Regions from separate parts of the Anas platyrhynchos genome. Here region 1 is linked to region 2. A link is a contact called in public Hi-C data. All regions are on one chromosome and are shown on one strand. The core of a region is the stretch at or near the end of the contact, and the rest is flanking DNA. Distances in the headings are between cores, read along the strand shown.

What was found. Hi-C and Micro-C count contacts between places; a contact is called where the count stands out from the background.
Region 1: a contact with region 2 is called in a Hi-C map of subcutaneous adipose tissue, with 2.1 times the contacts expected there. The contact joins the promoter of MRPS23 here to the enhancer-like site in region 2. A contact is called at or near these places in 3 of 8 Hi-C or Micro-C datasets (skeletal muscle, small yellow follicle and subcutaneous adipose tissue).

What each region holds. Positions count from the first base shown.
Region 1 is chr20:1,529,487-1,536,707 of IASCAAS_PekinDuck_T2T, forward strand. MRPS23 (mitochondrial ribosomal protein S23) reads right to left here and starts at 2,489. Exons shown (of 5, transcript XM_038165752.2): 1 at 2,349-2,489; 2 at 2,082-2,249; 3 at 1,834-1,911; 4 at 1,586-1,709; 5 at 168-468. The coding sequence starts at 2,236. The coding sequence ends at 313. It overlaps LOC139999128 (a long non-coding RNA gene), which reads right to left and starts at 4,527. Exons shown (of 2, transcript XR_011804221.1): 1 at 4,186-4,527; 2 at 3,133-4,035. It overlaps CUEDC1 (CUE domain containing 1), which reads right to left. Exons shown (of 13, transcript XM_072026004.1): 13 at 5,606-7,221.
Region 2 is chr20:1,365,894-1,373,075 of IASCAAS_PekinDuck_T2T, forward strand. The region is part of intron 5 of MSI2 (musashi RNA binding protein 2); the gene reads left to right. Among named protein-coding and RNA genes, the nearest start is that of MSI2, 92 kb to the left of the region's middle. Within about 2 kb of position 4,773, at least 1 of the 8 cell types and tissues checked has an H3K27ac peak or open chromatin away from gene starts, as enhancers often do. A contact at or near this core is called in subcutaneous adipose tissue, where this site is marked.

The sequences.
Region 1 (7,221 bases), core at 1,239-3,738, 160 kb after region 2:
CTCTTCTGAATTAGCTATAAAAAGATGACACTTCAGACAGCTGTTAGAATGCATCAAACAAACAGCATCAGACACTTCAGCAGCAGGACGGTCACAAACTGTACCGTCACTGCAAGAAGTTAAGAAACATCTTTACTAGTGCAAATGAGACCCCTGAACAGACAGAATTTCCCATTTTAAAGAAAATATTTAATTTTCCACATCAAAAGTTGAGACAACATTCAAAAATCTTGTAACCATAGGCTGTGGGCACACAGGTTCCTGAGCAGGTGAACGCCACCTGCGCGATGTGAGAAGACAACGCTACAGCTGTTAGGACACGGGGCTCTCCTTCTGTGTCTCTGTCAGTTCTGGTTTCTGCTCCTCCACGTCTTTCTTCTTTGCCTGCATCTCCTCCAACACGCTTTGAAGTTGCTGATGTAGTACAGAATCCCTGGCCTCAGCATCTTGGTGACTCTGTTGTGTTACCTACAGTTAAAGACAGACACAAAACAAAACCCAACCAAACCAAAGAAATGGCTGCAACAAGTTTCTTCCAAAGCACAGCTGAAGAGAGCAACAGCCAGTGCGTATGTCTGAGAAAGCTGACAGCTAAGTTCTACCTCATGCTTAGGTTATTATCAAAGTACGTGCAGTCTCAAGGTATCACCAGGGCAAGAAATGAAAATGAGATCGCTGACCTCAAGGTAAAATATTAAAGCCAGCTGGCCATTTCATCTTTTCACACGCTCGTTGGACATCTACTTGTAATAGAACCAATTTCTGCTCCTGGTCAGCCTCTTTTATTGAAAAGAGGCTATGGATGCTCAGCCCACGGGTAATTGGACAATTAGGAGAATAGAGAGCGCATTACAGGAGAGAGTAACAGCTGAATTTTGTTTACAGAGCTGCCATTTTTATAAAATCTTTTTCTCCATTTTTTTGAGGGTGTTCAAACTAAACGGACAGCATTCTCAAAAGAACTGCTTATCTTTCAGACTTGAACAAAGTAAAAAGATTGCTAACCATCACAGAGCAGCAGTGTTCTACTCTACCTGACGCGCTGTTCTGGAAGCATCAGTTTGCTTTTTTACCCCGTTTTACATTAAGAGTTACATGACAATTATCTGAAGTAACAAGGAACAGACTCCATGTGCCCAGGAGCTGTCTCCTCTTTTTTACATCCGTGAAAATAGATGCAAGACATGTTAGACAGTTCTTCTGGGTAGTTATTTTCTTACCAAAGACATAAGTAAACGAGCCCCAAACTACAAATATAAACAAAAAATGACTGAAATAAGTGTGTGGGTTTTGTTGTTATCGCTGTTGGTTTAGTTTATTGAAGCAAACTGCAAGATTTATGTATAAATTTCCAAATCAGGATTAAAGAATGAGAGCGATGCTGCATTAGAATACTTAATTACTAAGAAGGAATAGAAAAAGTGTGCCAGCTATCTTCAATCCAGAAGAGGTTCTATTTTATTCTCTATTTTATTTATTGGTAACTTACAGAGAGTTTAATTTGGACTAACTCCGTCTTAAGAACCTAAAAATGAAGCCTTTTGAGTCCACTGGCCAATTCGTTTTCTGAATGTTTAATACTTACTTTATCTGTTCCTCTTCTCTGCAAAATTATCCCACTGGCTAAAAGGGCTTTTCCTGTTTCTTCAAACAATTTTTCCTCTTCAATTTTCCCTTCTTCTTTCAATTCATTGTACTTCTCAACGAACCTAGATTTCAAGATTGTATTTTTACTCTCGCAAACAACATTGTGGTTTGCTGACCTAAGAGGAGACAGGGACAAGTTTCAGAAGCATTTTTAGTTTAGTTATATATCAACAAAAAAAGATTTACCTTTGGCACGTCGATTTGTAGTTCGGTTGCGATAAATCAAAAGGTCTTGGCCCGCTTCCGTACACTCTGTAAAATTTCCTGCTCAAAAAATAACACAGTTCAGGTTTTCCATCAATCAAAGAGAGACACAGTTTGAGGGAAATAAACAGCATCGGGGTCACCCCATTTATTCCACAACAGCCAACCAACAACGGGGACCCTGGGGGCCCCAGGACGGTCCCCGGGGGTCCGAACGAGGCGGAACTCACGCTCGCACGGCGTCCTCGGGGTAGAGGATGTCCCTGACGCTGTCCCTGGCGCGGCCGTAGCGCGGCCGGGCCTGGCGGTGCCGCGGCTCGCGGCGGGGCGGGCAGGCGGCGTAAACCTCGAACCACAGCGGCTGGCGCAGCACCCCCATGCGCATCAGGTCGCGGGTCCTGCGGGGACAGGGGGCTCAGGGGGGGGTTTAGGGGGAGCCGCGGGGCCGCCCCCAGCCCGGCCCGGCCCCCCCCGTACCGGCTGAAGACGCTGCCGACCTTCTGCACGCGGCTCCCCGCCATGGCGGCGCTAGGCCGCCCCTAGCAACGCCGCCCCCTAGCAACGGCCAGCCCGGAAGCGGAAGCGCCCGCCCTCCGCGCGGCTGAGCCAATCAGCTCGCAGGGCGCGCTCGGCCCGCGGATGGGCGCGCAGGCAGAAGGAGTCGATAGCCGAGCGGGTGCCCACCCAGATCGCCTCCCCCCCTCCCACCGCCATTTAAAGGGACAGCGCCACCGGGACCGAACCACCCCCCCCCACCGCCCCCGGCACGGGCACGAACACGCGGGGACGGGGCCCTCGGGGTCCTTCTGCTGCCCTTGGTGGCCCCCGATGGGCACGGGGCTCAGATCCAAACCCCCACGGGCCTCCAGAGCCCGGAGGGTCCCCTCCACCTGCCTGGGCAGCACCTGCTGGGATCTGTCCTGTTTTGGGGCTAAAAGTTCCAAAATAGGTCCCAGATTTATCCTGCTTTTGGGGCTAAAAACCCCGAAACAGGTCCCAGATTTATCCTGCTTTTGGGGCTAAAAGTCTCCAAACAGGTCCCAGATCTATCCTGCTTTTAGGGGTAAAAGTCCAAAACAGGTCCCAGATTTATCCTGCTTTTGGGGCTAAAAACCCCAAAACAGGTCCTGGAGCAGCATTACCGCACCCCAGCATGGGCTGAGCGGGGACCTCAGTGCTCCAGGGGCCGGAGCATGGACCCAGCACGGAGACCGAGGGATGCTGTGTAAAATATGACCTCACACCCCAAAACCACGCACACCTCACTCCTGTTTCCCCGGCGGCTGTTTTGGTTCCCCTGCCGTGCTCCCACCATCACGGAGTGGCCGTGCCCACCCTGCAGCGGGGCACTGTGCCTCCACGGGGCCTGCAAGCAATGGCAGACCACGATGGAGCTGAGCAGGAGCCATGGCAGCAGCTGTCACCCCGTTACAACACCCGCTGAGCGCCTGCAGGGTGCGGGACGTGGCGGTGCTGCTGCCGTCTCCGGTTTCTGAGGGAGCCATTTGGGCTGCGAGTGACGGGGCAGGACAGCTGCTGGCCCCAAAGGCACAGGGAGCTGCTGGGGCTGTGCTGGGTGCTCCTGCAAGGAGGGGGCACACCAGAAATGCTGCCCTGTGCTGCCCAGACGCGTCCTGGCACACGCAGCCCGCCATTTATCTCCATACGGGAGGGAGGACGCCCATATGGCCCCGCATCGTTTGGGGTCCTGCTGGCTGGGGCTCGTCCTCTGCCCCCATGGCTCTTTACACCCTCCCTGTCCACTGTCCCCCAGCTGAGCACCACGACGTGCCCATGGCAGCCTGGGGACCGGCGGTGGGGGGCCACAAACATCCCCCCACAGTGGGACACCGAGAGCTGGGGTCTCCCTTCGGTCCCATTTTGTGTTGGGTCTCACCCAGAGCCAGCACCCAGCAGGATTGCACCAGGGCCTGATCCTGCCCCGCAGCCCCAGCACTGCTGGCTGGGCCCAGGAGGTGGCAGCAGACGGTGCCTGGCTGCCAGCCCCGAGCCCCAGCCTGTGTTTTTCATCCTGATTAATGAAATCCCAACACCACCGAGGTTGTTTGCTCTGTGCAAACAGCCTTCCCCCTGCCAGAAGTTCCGTGAAGCCAGCTTCCAAGAAGCACACGGCAAAGACGTGATGCCTGATCGCTAGGATGCAGCCCTCGGTCTGGGAACGAGCTGGTTAAATAAAAAATAATAATAATAATAAAAAGCATTCATTCACTCCATCCATCTTGCAGTGTTATAAAGGAAGGGGGCAGTGAATTTCCAGCGAGGGCTGACAGAAGCAGGTACCCGCTGCCAGCGCAGGACACCTCGAGCATTCACCGTGGGCCAGCCGCAGCTCTCAGTCCCGGGCTTCTCTCCGCTGCCGGGAGAAAGTTTTGAAAGACAAAACTCCTGCCCCTGTGGAGTGGAAGAATTCAAAAGGGAGTTGCTGGGACCGCTCCAGGGCTGCATCTGAGCTGCTCAAAGGACTGGGCAGGCCCCGGTCTTTTCAGCTCTTTCAAAGAGCCCTGGCTCCCCCCTTGGGTTACGACGGCCTCCTTGGCTGTGCCGAGAAGGCCACATCCAGGGTTTCTCCAGCATTTTGATGCTTTTGACATTTAAGGCAAGAATGCCTTGACTTTTTCCAGCGCCTTCTTTCACAGGGAAAGTTTCCAAGCCACACGTGAGGCTGGGGAGCTCCAACCCTGCCAGCAACCAAACGCTGCTCCCTGGCAGCTGGAGCTGGGCTGCAGGGGAGGTGGGGGCACGGAGCAGCGCTCCCAGGCCGGACCCTGTGGTTCTCAGCCCCCCCAGCATTGGGGTGTCCCCTGTTGCAGGTCTGCAAACACCTCCAGCAGTGCCTGAATGCGTCCTCAGGTCTGCCACGTACCCAAACCCTGCTGCTGCCCCCTAAATCGGCTGTGGGGCCTGATTTGGAGCATCAGAACAAGTGTCACCCTCAAAAAGCGGGATCCGCACCTGGTGATCCCGCCAGCTCAGCACAGCGCCGAAAAGTGCAGGGCTGGAGATTGATAACACATAGTTCAGAAAGAATTCATTATAATGACGTCTTTCCATCCCGCTAGGAGACAAGGCGAAGGAGCCAGACTGCCTGCCTGACAGACGCGGAGGAGTTGCTGCGCGATGGATAATGAAACAGTTTGAAGAAAATGCACACGCCCCATCCCCGAGAGGCTTGTTATTTCGGAATTAAGTGGGTAAACCACAGCATTTTTCCTTTTCCGCTTTTTCTTGAAAGGCAGGTCCCGGTCCCCGCACACAGAGCTGGCAACGGGCACGCTGTGAGCTCACACACAGCCCTGGGGTCACGGCCCCTGGGGAGCATCGCTGCTCCCTGCCACCCCTGGGGATTTCCCTGGTGCAAAGCCCACCCTCAGGGCCTCACCGGGCTCCCCTGGCCGTGGGCTCCCAGTCTCTTCTCATGCTCTTCCACAACAGGTACCTGGGAGATGCAACGGGACCTGCTCCTGCCCCAGTTGTCCTGCGGGGTGGGAGCAGGATCTGGCCCTGGATGCAGAAAGGAGCTCACCAGCATAACGGCCTCCCCTGGGCACTTGCTTTCCAGAGGAACCACAGGATGCAACCCAAATGCTGGGAGGCGAGGAGCCGGGGTGGCTTTGGGGCATCTGCAGCCACAAGGGGCATGGCCAGAGCGGCAGCAAGGGGAGGCATTTCCCTCCCCACCCTCATCTCTTTCCTTCCCAAAAGTACCAGCAGCATAAAGCGAAATGCATCGGTGTTAAGAGTACAACAGGACTTTATTATATGAATTACTATTAAACATCTTTAAGAAAAAAATCACTTATGGAAATAAAGTCTAAAATAGCAACACGCACACACCACAGATTGGTTTTGTTGGTTTGTTCCTTTTAAAACATTTTGTAGAGAAGTGATACAAACGTCACTGAGAGTTGTACGGTTTTATGTAAGAAATGCATTTTGGCTTCCAAGCCGGTTTTAGTGGCCTTCCTACTCATTAGACCTGACTTTTTTTTTTTTTAAAGGAGATAAAAATAATCACTCTCCATCCTCCTTTGAAATGATGCTTTGTGCCTCCAAGATATTTTGAAATGGCTGCAGAGTGACATCATTCAGCGAGGCTTTGCCTAGACTAGGATATTTAAGGGCAAGTTGTTAGACCGTGTTAACAAACACAGCCCAAAGCCCCCGTGAAGCGCTGGGCTCAAAACCCACCGCGTGCAGTGGACGGAGGCTGCGCAGTGCCCCTGTGCCCCACCTCTCCCCACATTTCCAGCAGGCCTGGCCTGAGACATGGCCTGGAAGTGGCTCGCCCAGGGCACCAAAGCCTTACATGGCTCTCGTAAAAGGACAAGGGGCACAACAAACCCTCCTAGGGCCCCACCAGCGCTCGGCCATGGGCTGTAAGCACCCACCTGGCCACGAGCACCTCGCTGCTGTTCGCCCCCGACCCTCTCACTGCCACCAGAGCAGCCGTGGGGTGATGGCACCATGGGGACAAGCAGCTTCCTACCCGAGCTTCTGCTCCACCGCCTGTCGGTGCGTCCTGCACTCACGGAGACTTAGCTGAAAGTTAAGCACTCGGTAGCTCAGAGGCGCTGGAACATTTACAAGCTGATCCAATTCCAAGCTTGGTTTTCTTCCAAATATGCAGAGCTGCTTTGGGCTGGGAGGGAGCGGCAGCAGCCTCCTGCTAACCTCAGAGCCAGCAGGCGACGGGGAAGTCGCCCCTCCTTGCTTTCTGCCAGTCCCAGGCTAGGGATAAAAGCCCCACTCCGCTCCTGAAGGGCCTCCTGTTCCCAGCAAGAAGCCCCAGCTCCACACTGTGCCCCTGCACACAGGGACACACACACCCTGCCAGACACCGGTCCTACCCTGCACGGCACAGGGCAGCACCGTGCCTCTCCAGCACCTCCCCGCGTCCCATTGCTGCTGCCACAACGTCACCTTCGAGGCAAGCTCGGGACTGCTGCGGCCCCCAGCTCCTACAGCCAGCACCAAGACTCGAGGGACGCTCCTCTCCCATTCCTCCCACAGAAAAGGAGCCGCCACCAAAGCCAGGATGGGTCCTGGGGGTGCATCTCCTGCTGCTCCGAGCTGAGACCTCGCCAGGCTCCTGGTGCAAGCAGCCGGCCTGCCACCACAGCACCCAGGCTGTGCAGGGCCCTGGTGCGGCCGGGAGCACTCAGGCTGTGCCCATGGCACGCCGTGTCCCCCAGCACCGTGTCCCCAGCACCATGTCCCCAGCACCGTGCCCCCCATGCCATGTCCCCCGGCGAGGACGGCCTCGGGGCAGCGAGGCGCGGTGGCGCTCAGCAGGTGCAGCGGCTGCGCTGCTTGCAGGGGGAAAAAAAAACCTCTTGGCGTCCGCTTCAA
Region 2 (7,182 bases), core at 3,523-6,022:
CATCCCCGATCCTCCCTGTGAAGGATTTTGTTTACTTTTCCTGAAATGGAAGAGGCCCTGTTACAGGGTCCTCTTTCAAAAATAAACCTTTAAAAAGGAAAATAAAAGAAGGAACAAAAATCAGACCTCGTCTGATAAAACAGAGCAGATACTGATCTTGAGTTCAAGGCAACTTGAAACAGAGGTCTGTTTAAGTGCAACACAAACTCTTCCAATTCTGGATGGTTTGAGACCCCCCTCCTGTCCGTCCTGTACTTTCTGAAAACAAACAAACAAGAAAGAGAACTGCAGTAAAATTCTAGAAGTCACAAATACTGATGTGTTTTTCTTTTGCCATTGCCTTCAATTAGGTTTATGCTCAGAAGTTCACACAGTCAGTTAGGTGCTTTGGGAAACCTGTCTTTCATTTGACCTTCTGGCTGTATTTTGACTTTAAGAAAGTAAGAATATCTTGTAAAGGCTGGGTTGGATTACTTCCAAGCCCAGCAGCAGATTGTCCAGTTGGGAGAAAGGGGAGGGAAGGAGAGGCAGTCTTGCCTGCTATCTCCGGGGGCCCTGGAGTTGTCGTCGCAGCCCCCTGCATGCTGTACTCCCGCTGCCGGCAGCGCTTCGGGCGCGCAGCTCCGGCTGTCGGTCTGTCGTATTTATTTACTTACTGGTCTCTTGAAATTTCTTATTCCTGCGTGGAGCTTTGAAAGCCCGCCTGTCAAAATGGAAGTGAGCTATCAATAGTCAGCAACGTGGGAGTGAGCTGCTCTGGCTGTTTGTGAAATCTGGATTCATTTACTTGATGGACTCTTTAGGCTGCAATGACTCCAGAGGAGCCCATCGTGTCAAAAGAAAAGAGCTGTAGAGATTAAATACCCGGCAATCGCGAAAGCAAGTGAATCAACACAAACATCGCTCCGTCTTCGCGCTCTGCCTCCCTGGAATGTGACCTTGGCTTTGATGCTGCGGGCTCCCAGCATCAGTCAGAGCGGGCGCGCTGTCGGAGCCGCTGCCTGGCGCAGGGGAAGGTGTCCCGCTGCTGCCCTGACCTTGTCTCCGTGCGGGACCCTGCCCAGCCTGGGGACAGGGAAGGGGGCTGGAGCGTCCCCTTTGGTGAGGAGCTCGCCTTGCTTCTCCTGCAGAGCAAGGATTGCGGTGGGTTCTTATTGCTGAAGCCCAAATCAGCAATCCGGATTGTACCGGGAGGAAGATGCCCTTTCCTTCCAATCACAGAACCACAGAGAGGCTCAGGTTGGAAGGGAGCGTAAAGATCATGTAGGTCCAACACCCTTCTGTGGGCAGGGATGCAAAGCTTTGGTGCTGTTCAGGATCTGGCAGCACCCTGCGTAGCATCCTCTGCTCTCCCAGGGGTAACCAGGGGAGGCTGACGGTGCTGTTCCCTGCTCCAGAGTGGCTGCAGAGGCTGAAGGAGAGGCTCGGTAATGCCAGAGCCTCACCTGGTTTGTCAGTAATTAGGAGAGGGGATCCTGGGGAAATGTGACCCTTTTGTTTTGTTGACTCCTAGGTCACACTTCTCATTTCTGCTTTTCTGTTTAAGTGGATAGGTTTATAGATTATTCCTTGACCTAAAAAATTGCTCCATAAAATGTACAGGAGGTGCAAAAACCTGAGACTGCATCTTTTGGGACCAGAGGCTTGCTTTCGACTTCTATTTACATGGTGTAAATCAAACTGTGGTAGAGTTGTGAAAATAGGACAGGCTGCCACTTGCGTCAGGGGCCATTTGGCCGTATCGCAGGGGTAAGGCAGGGTAAAAATGCTAACACGCAGTACGATTTTGCCGTGGCCATTGGTGATAAGGGAAGTGCTCTAAAAATAAAAGAATTGGAGGTAAGTGATGATTTCAGCCAGATTGTTTGTGGATGCTAACTGGCAAAACTCCGCGAGGTGAGAGGCTCCGTGCTGATTTAAACCCACCGCCTGTGCATGGACATGCTCCAGACCTCAACGCCTGGAGCTGCGCTGATTTACACGAGCTGCGAGTCGGATGCTGGAAGAAGGTGTGCACTTCAAAGGAAAGGCCTGCCCGCGCTCCTTTGGGTCTCGTTCTCCTCTGTGCTGTTGTGGCCTCTGCAACCAGGAGTTGGTAACACGGATCTGTGCGTGGACGTGGCAGCAGCCCCGCGCGGTGCAGCCTGCGTGCACTTGTTTGCTTGCAGCACGGGAAGAAATCCGTTCGTTTGCTTGTAGTGCTGCTGAAATATTAATGCAGAACAAATCATCCGGGTTAAGCTGAACATCACACTGAAAAGAGAGAAATGGTGTGTGATGGTATCAGTGGTTTGTAAAGGGAAATGTTGGCCTCCCCTGTGATCGAATCTGTTCGGCAGAGTTCTGCGTGCTGCGTGGGCAGAAGGATCCTCAGTAGCCAGGGCGTGGAAGTGGCTGAAGTTTCAGTCCCCAACCCTTCCCCAGGTTCACAGGAGCTCAGGTGAAACGGGAGGAGGAGCTTCACCATTTTGCATCATCTGTGACTGATTTGGAGGGTATATGGAAAACATTAACTGCTCTTGGGACTTCTTCAAACGGACTGTTTGAAGTAGTTATTTTACCCAGATGGTAAATATAGGAGACATCCGTAGCAGCCTGCTAGTAATAATAATACTTATAGGGCACTTTACATCTTCAGACTGCTGTCCAAGTAGTTGCCAATGTGTCTTGTCTTTTGCAGCAACGTGTAGTTAAACTTGAAGGATATTGGCCCGAATTTGTGGCAGTTTATCAGCAGTGTCTGTGGGCAAATTCCTTTTCTGCTGTTTGGTACTATGGAAGTAAACTGATTTCTCCCGTGTCTTGACATTGATTCCAGTCTTTCATCATGGTAGTGGAAAAGATGATCTTTAAGCCGAATGGAGAAGAGAGATGTCTCTCTGCCTATTGCACTACAAAAAAGATGAGCACAGCTTTACAGAAAACGGATGCTCCATTTTTTCCAGCCTATAGCATGTAAATGAACTCGGACGTGAGGAGCTTGCTTTTCCCGTGGCCCAGCCTTGCTGACTTCTGTGCACATGCTGGCTCGGTGTGTACCTCGCGTGCTCCAGCCTGGCTGACAGCAGCTGCCGTGTGCAGTGTTTCCTGCTAGTTTGGGTAAAATTCCCCTTGTTCTGCCTGCTGGGCCTCTGGGTCCGCGGGATGTGCCGTGGAATTAAACCTGGGCTCTGTTGGCTAAACAAACCTTCGTGTTTCCTTTGTAGCAGTGGGATGGGGCAGGGCAGGGGCAGGCATCATGCTGGTGGCATGAGGTTTGGGTGGGAGAGGTTGGCTGCGCCCGCCTGTGCCTTGTTGGTGCAGGGAAGGAGAGGGGCCTGTCCTCTGCCGTGCCATGCCCTGGTTGTTTGTTCCTCGGGAGTGCGGGGACAGCCACTGCGACTGCCGCGTGCCTCTCTTACATAATGTCTCCAAGGATGTATTTTTTTTTCTTTTAAAGGTATTTCCAAAGAACATTGGTGCAGGTAGAGGGAATAGGCTTGCACACCTGCCCGCAATTAAGTAGTTTGCTTTTATGTTCCTTAATCTTTTATGACAGTTGCAAGGACAGTATGTGTAATGAGAAATTGTCATTAAGCCAAGTGCATAATGCTCATGAATGAAACGCTCCACACCCTGCCGCACTTCCCATTCGTTAAGTGTCTTGTGCAGGTACGATCCCGGGGTGTCGAAACAGCAGCGCCGGGGGCTGGCACGAGGCAGGAAACGGAGCGTGGAGACACAGGGGCTAGGGGAGGGCTCTTGGGAGGGGTAAAGGAGAGGGAGAAAACATCCTTCATGGAAGGGACCACGGGAGAGAGAGCTAAGTTCTTAGAAAGAGGACCTTGCAAAGCATGCACAGCTGACGTGAAAAAGTAATTAAAAGGAAAACCCTAATGGGACATTAGGGGGAGATGCAGCTGGAACTTGAATAAGCAAATGTAAAGAGGGAATTAAGTTTGTAAGCTTTCCTCTAAGGAACTGATGGGGAAAATATGGCAACAACTTCTGCTGATGCAAATCAGCATCGAGCCCGTTGCTGAAGAGCCCTAGCTTGTGAGCCTGGCACGCTGTAAGCCTGCTAGTCCTAAACCTTGAAAACCACGGGGAAAGAGGATGTGGCATTTTGCAGAGGTGATGTGAAGGACATTTTATTCCAAAGCAAAAGATACTGCCTTTAAAAATGAAGTGAAAGTGTTGGTAGTGTGGTTTGCCTGGGGCAAGCTGGTAGTTTGTAATAAATAATACTAATTTAAGTGTATAATGCTTCAAATTATCTAGATAATTTAATGTATGTGATTTTTTAACAGTAATTCATCAGCTCTGATCTTAGGGAAAAAACGAACAAAAAACAGAACGAGAGACAAAAAACTTCCAAGTAATATTAGCACTTCTCTTTTACTCTGGAGAGTAATCTACAGCAGAGACATTTATTTTTAGATATGAAGAATTTGCATGTGTGTTTCCAGATGTATTCTTAGACTTTGTACTGCTTAAAATTCAGCTACCACAGTATGTAGATCCGAATTCTCTTTTCTGTAACATTTTGTCTCTGCCACTGTGGATATCTTTTTTCTTCTTTTCTTTTTTTTTTTTCCCTTTTTCCCGTTTTTTTTTTTTTTTTTCTTTTCCAGCAGAGTGTGGAGGGGGGTGTTGATGATTAAGGCAGCCCGTAAGTCTCTTAGCTTCCTCTGAACTTTACTCCCTCTGCGAGGAATGACCTATTTAGATGAGGCCCTTTGATGCAGCGGGAAGGTCAGGTGAGGTCAGCGCCGTGGCCGTGCCAGAAATCCCACAGATGCAGGAAGCGAAGAACTTCTGGAGGATGCGGCTGAACAGGCAGTTATTTCAGCGTGTTCTTTCTCTGTGTGCGCATTTGTTCTCTCGCTAAATTCCTGAAACAGGGAGGGACGGATCCTCAGCACAGCCCAGCCGTAACGCCCCTGTGTTTCCTGGGCAGGTAGGGTCCCTGCCCGCAGCGGCTGGAGGAGGGGAAGCGCAGAGGGTGGAGAGCTGCAGTGAGAGCAGCGGCAGAGCTGGATCCCTTCTTTCTTTGAGACCCTGCTCGGTGAATTGCTCAGCACTTGTGCAGACACCCACAAGTTGAAACCCTGCCTCCCGAACTTCTCCTTCACAGGCCTGTCTCTGTCCTTAGAGCTTGTTGTCTGGAGGAGGGGGCTAGGCAGATGCGTTAAATCCTCCAGCCTTTTTTAATTTTTCTAATTGCCGTGTGGAAGAAAGGGGAGGAGGGAAGAATGCTCCTCTTGGCTTGGATGTCCCAAAGTAAAATCCCAGCTGAACAGCTTAAAATAGATGGTCAGCTGGTTGTTAGGGCTGGAGCCAGCCTGGAGAGCGAGGCATCTGTCCCCCAGGAACGCTGCCTGGTCATCAGGCCGGATAAATTAGGACTAGTTCTGGTCTGTTTGCGCAAGAAACAGACTGTACTGAGGATGGGGAGCTGCCCTCAAAGTCAGCATCCAGCCCCGTGACATCTGTCTGGAATCGATAATGCACTGATCTTGGATATTGCAGGTCTGAAACCTCAACGTGCTGCTAATGCTCTGGGGGTGCTGCGCCTGCACCTGCCCTCGCAGCGCCGCCTCCTCTCCGCTCTGCGCCAGGCAGCTCTGTGAAGCTACTTCTAATGGTACATCTAATAACTGCTCAAGCTTAAAAAGGGGGGGAAAAAGATTATGCCTTTGATATCGCCACAATGACCAAGTCTGTATTTTACCTTCTGTGCCTTTCCGCCCCATGCTGCCTCCTCCCTCCCTCTGAGGCCGGGGGCTGGATCCAATGGCAGCGCTGCTTTTGCTCAGATGCAGCACAAAACAGATTTTTCTAGTGGCTGAATTTAATCACTTAGATGCAGAACACTGATAGACTGAATCAATTTAATTCCTATTGCTCGTGACTGGGAGGGGAGAGAGGGGAAGAGGAAGGTCATAACAATTTAGAAAGCAACAACTTGGCTTAAAAACATAACCGATAGGTCAGTCTTTGGGGGAGTTCTTTGAAACCTGCTCAGGTCAATAAATACAGCAGCCTTAGGAAGTGGGAAACATCTGCAGGGTGGGGAAGGTCATTTATCGGTGTGAGCATCATAAGGCCTGACACACCGGGGCTGCTACAGAGCTGGAGGATCACCTCCCATCAGGAGATGAAGTTGAAGCTCCCCCCCCTCGTTTTTTTTTTTATATATATATTTTTTAGCATGAGCTGCTGGGAAGGACGTCTTATCATCGGGCCTTAAGCACCTGAAATGGCCCGTGGTGTCTGTGCGTTTTGGTGTTCTCCACATTTGCCTCAGATCATCTCACCGAGGCAGCGAGTGCTGCGTTGCGGGGTTCCTGAGCAGTGCCAGGTCTCTTTGGGAGGTGTCAGCGACCTGCTGGGCCGTGGTCTTGCTCAAAGAACGGGGGGACTTGATGGAAATGGAGCGGTCCAAGGGTCTCCTTTCAATACAAGACCCAGTTTTACCTAGCATCTGTTGTAATTACAGTGTAGATGTTCCGTATGAAGTGCAAAGCCCAGGGCTTGGTGGCAGCACTCTTGTGCCTTTTCCAAGGGCGCTGTCACTAGATCGTGGCTCTGGGGTGCGGGCTGTGTGGGTGTTGTCCAGTGCCACACCTGGGACATGGCCTTCAGCATGCCTTGTGCTCGTGGACGTGACCGCTGTGTCAGTGATCACTGGAGATGAAACTTCTTCTCTCCAGGATTCCCCCAGGCACTGCGGGGCGGCAGGGCTGGGCAGAGCAGCAGAGGCCTTGCCTTGGCTGCCATCAGAAGCGGGCCCCGCTTCCTTACGCGCGGCACGCCTTAGTAGCAAAGCAATAGAAGCAAACTTGGCTAGCTTAACAGCAGACTTGGTAGCCTGCCACAGCCATCGGCCCATATGCACAATGGTAAATAAAAGCTGTAGCTGAATTTTTTTTCGGGTTTTATATAACATTTTTTACAGTATGTAACGGAAGGGGGGATCCCTCTGATGAGCAGTTCTACCACAGAGTTGGGGCCTTCTGTTCTGTGAGGTAGGTGTGCGGCGGGGCAGCGACACAGCAGAGGAGCAGCTTGTGCACGTTCGCCTCAGCCTCTTGGCTCCTTTTCCTCCAGAGGCCTGGGGCTGGCACCCCACAAACGCCTCGTGGCCGAGGGGACCTGCACGAGGACACGTGGCTGCTGGCAGAGGCAGCGCAGGCTCCG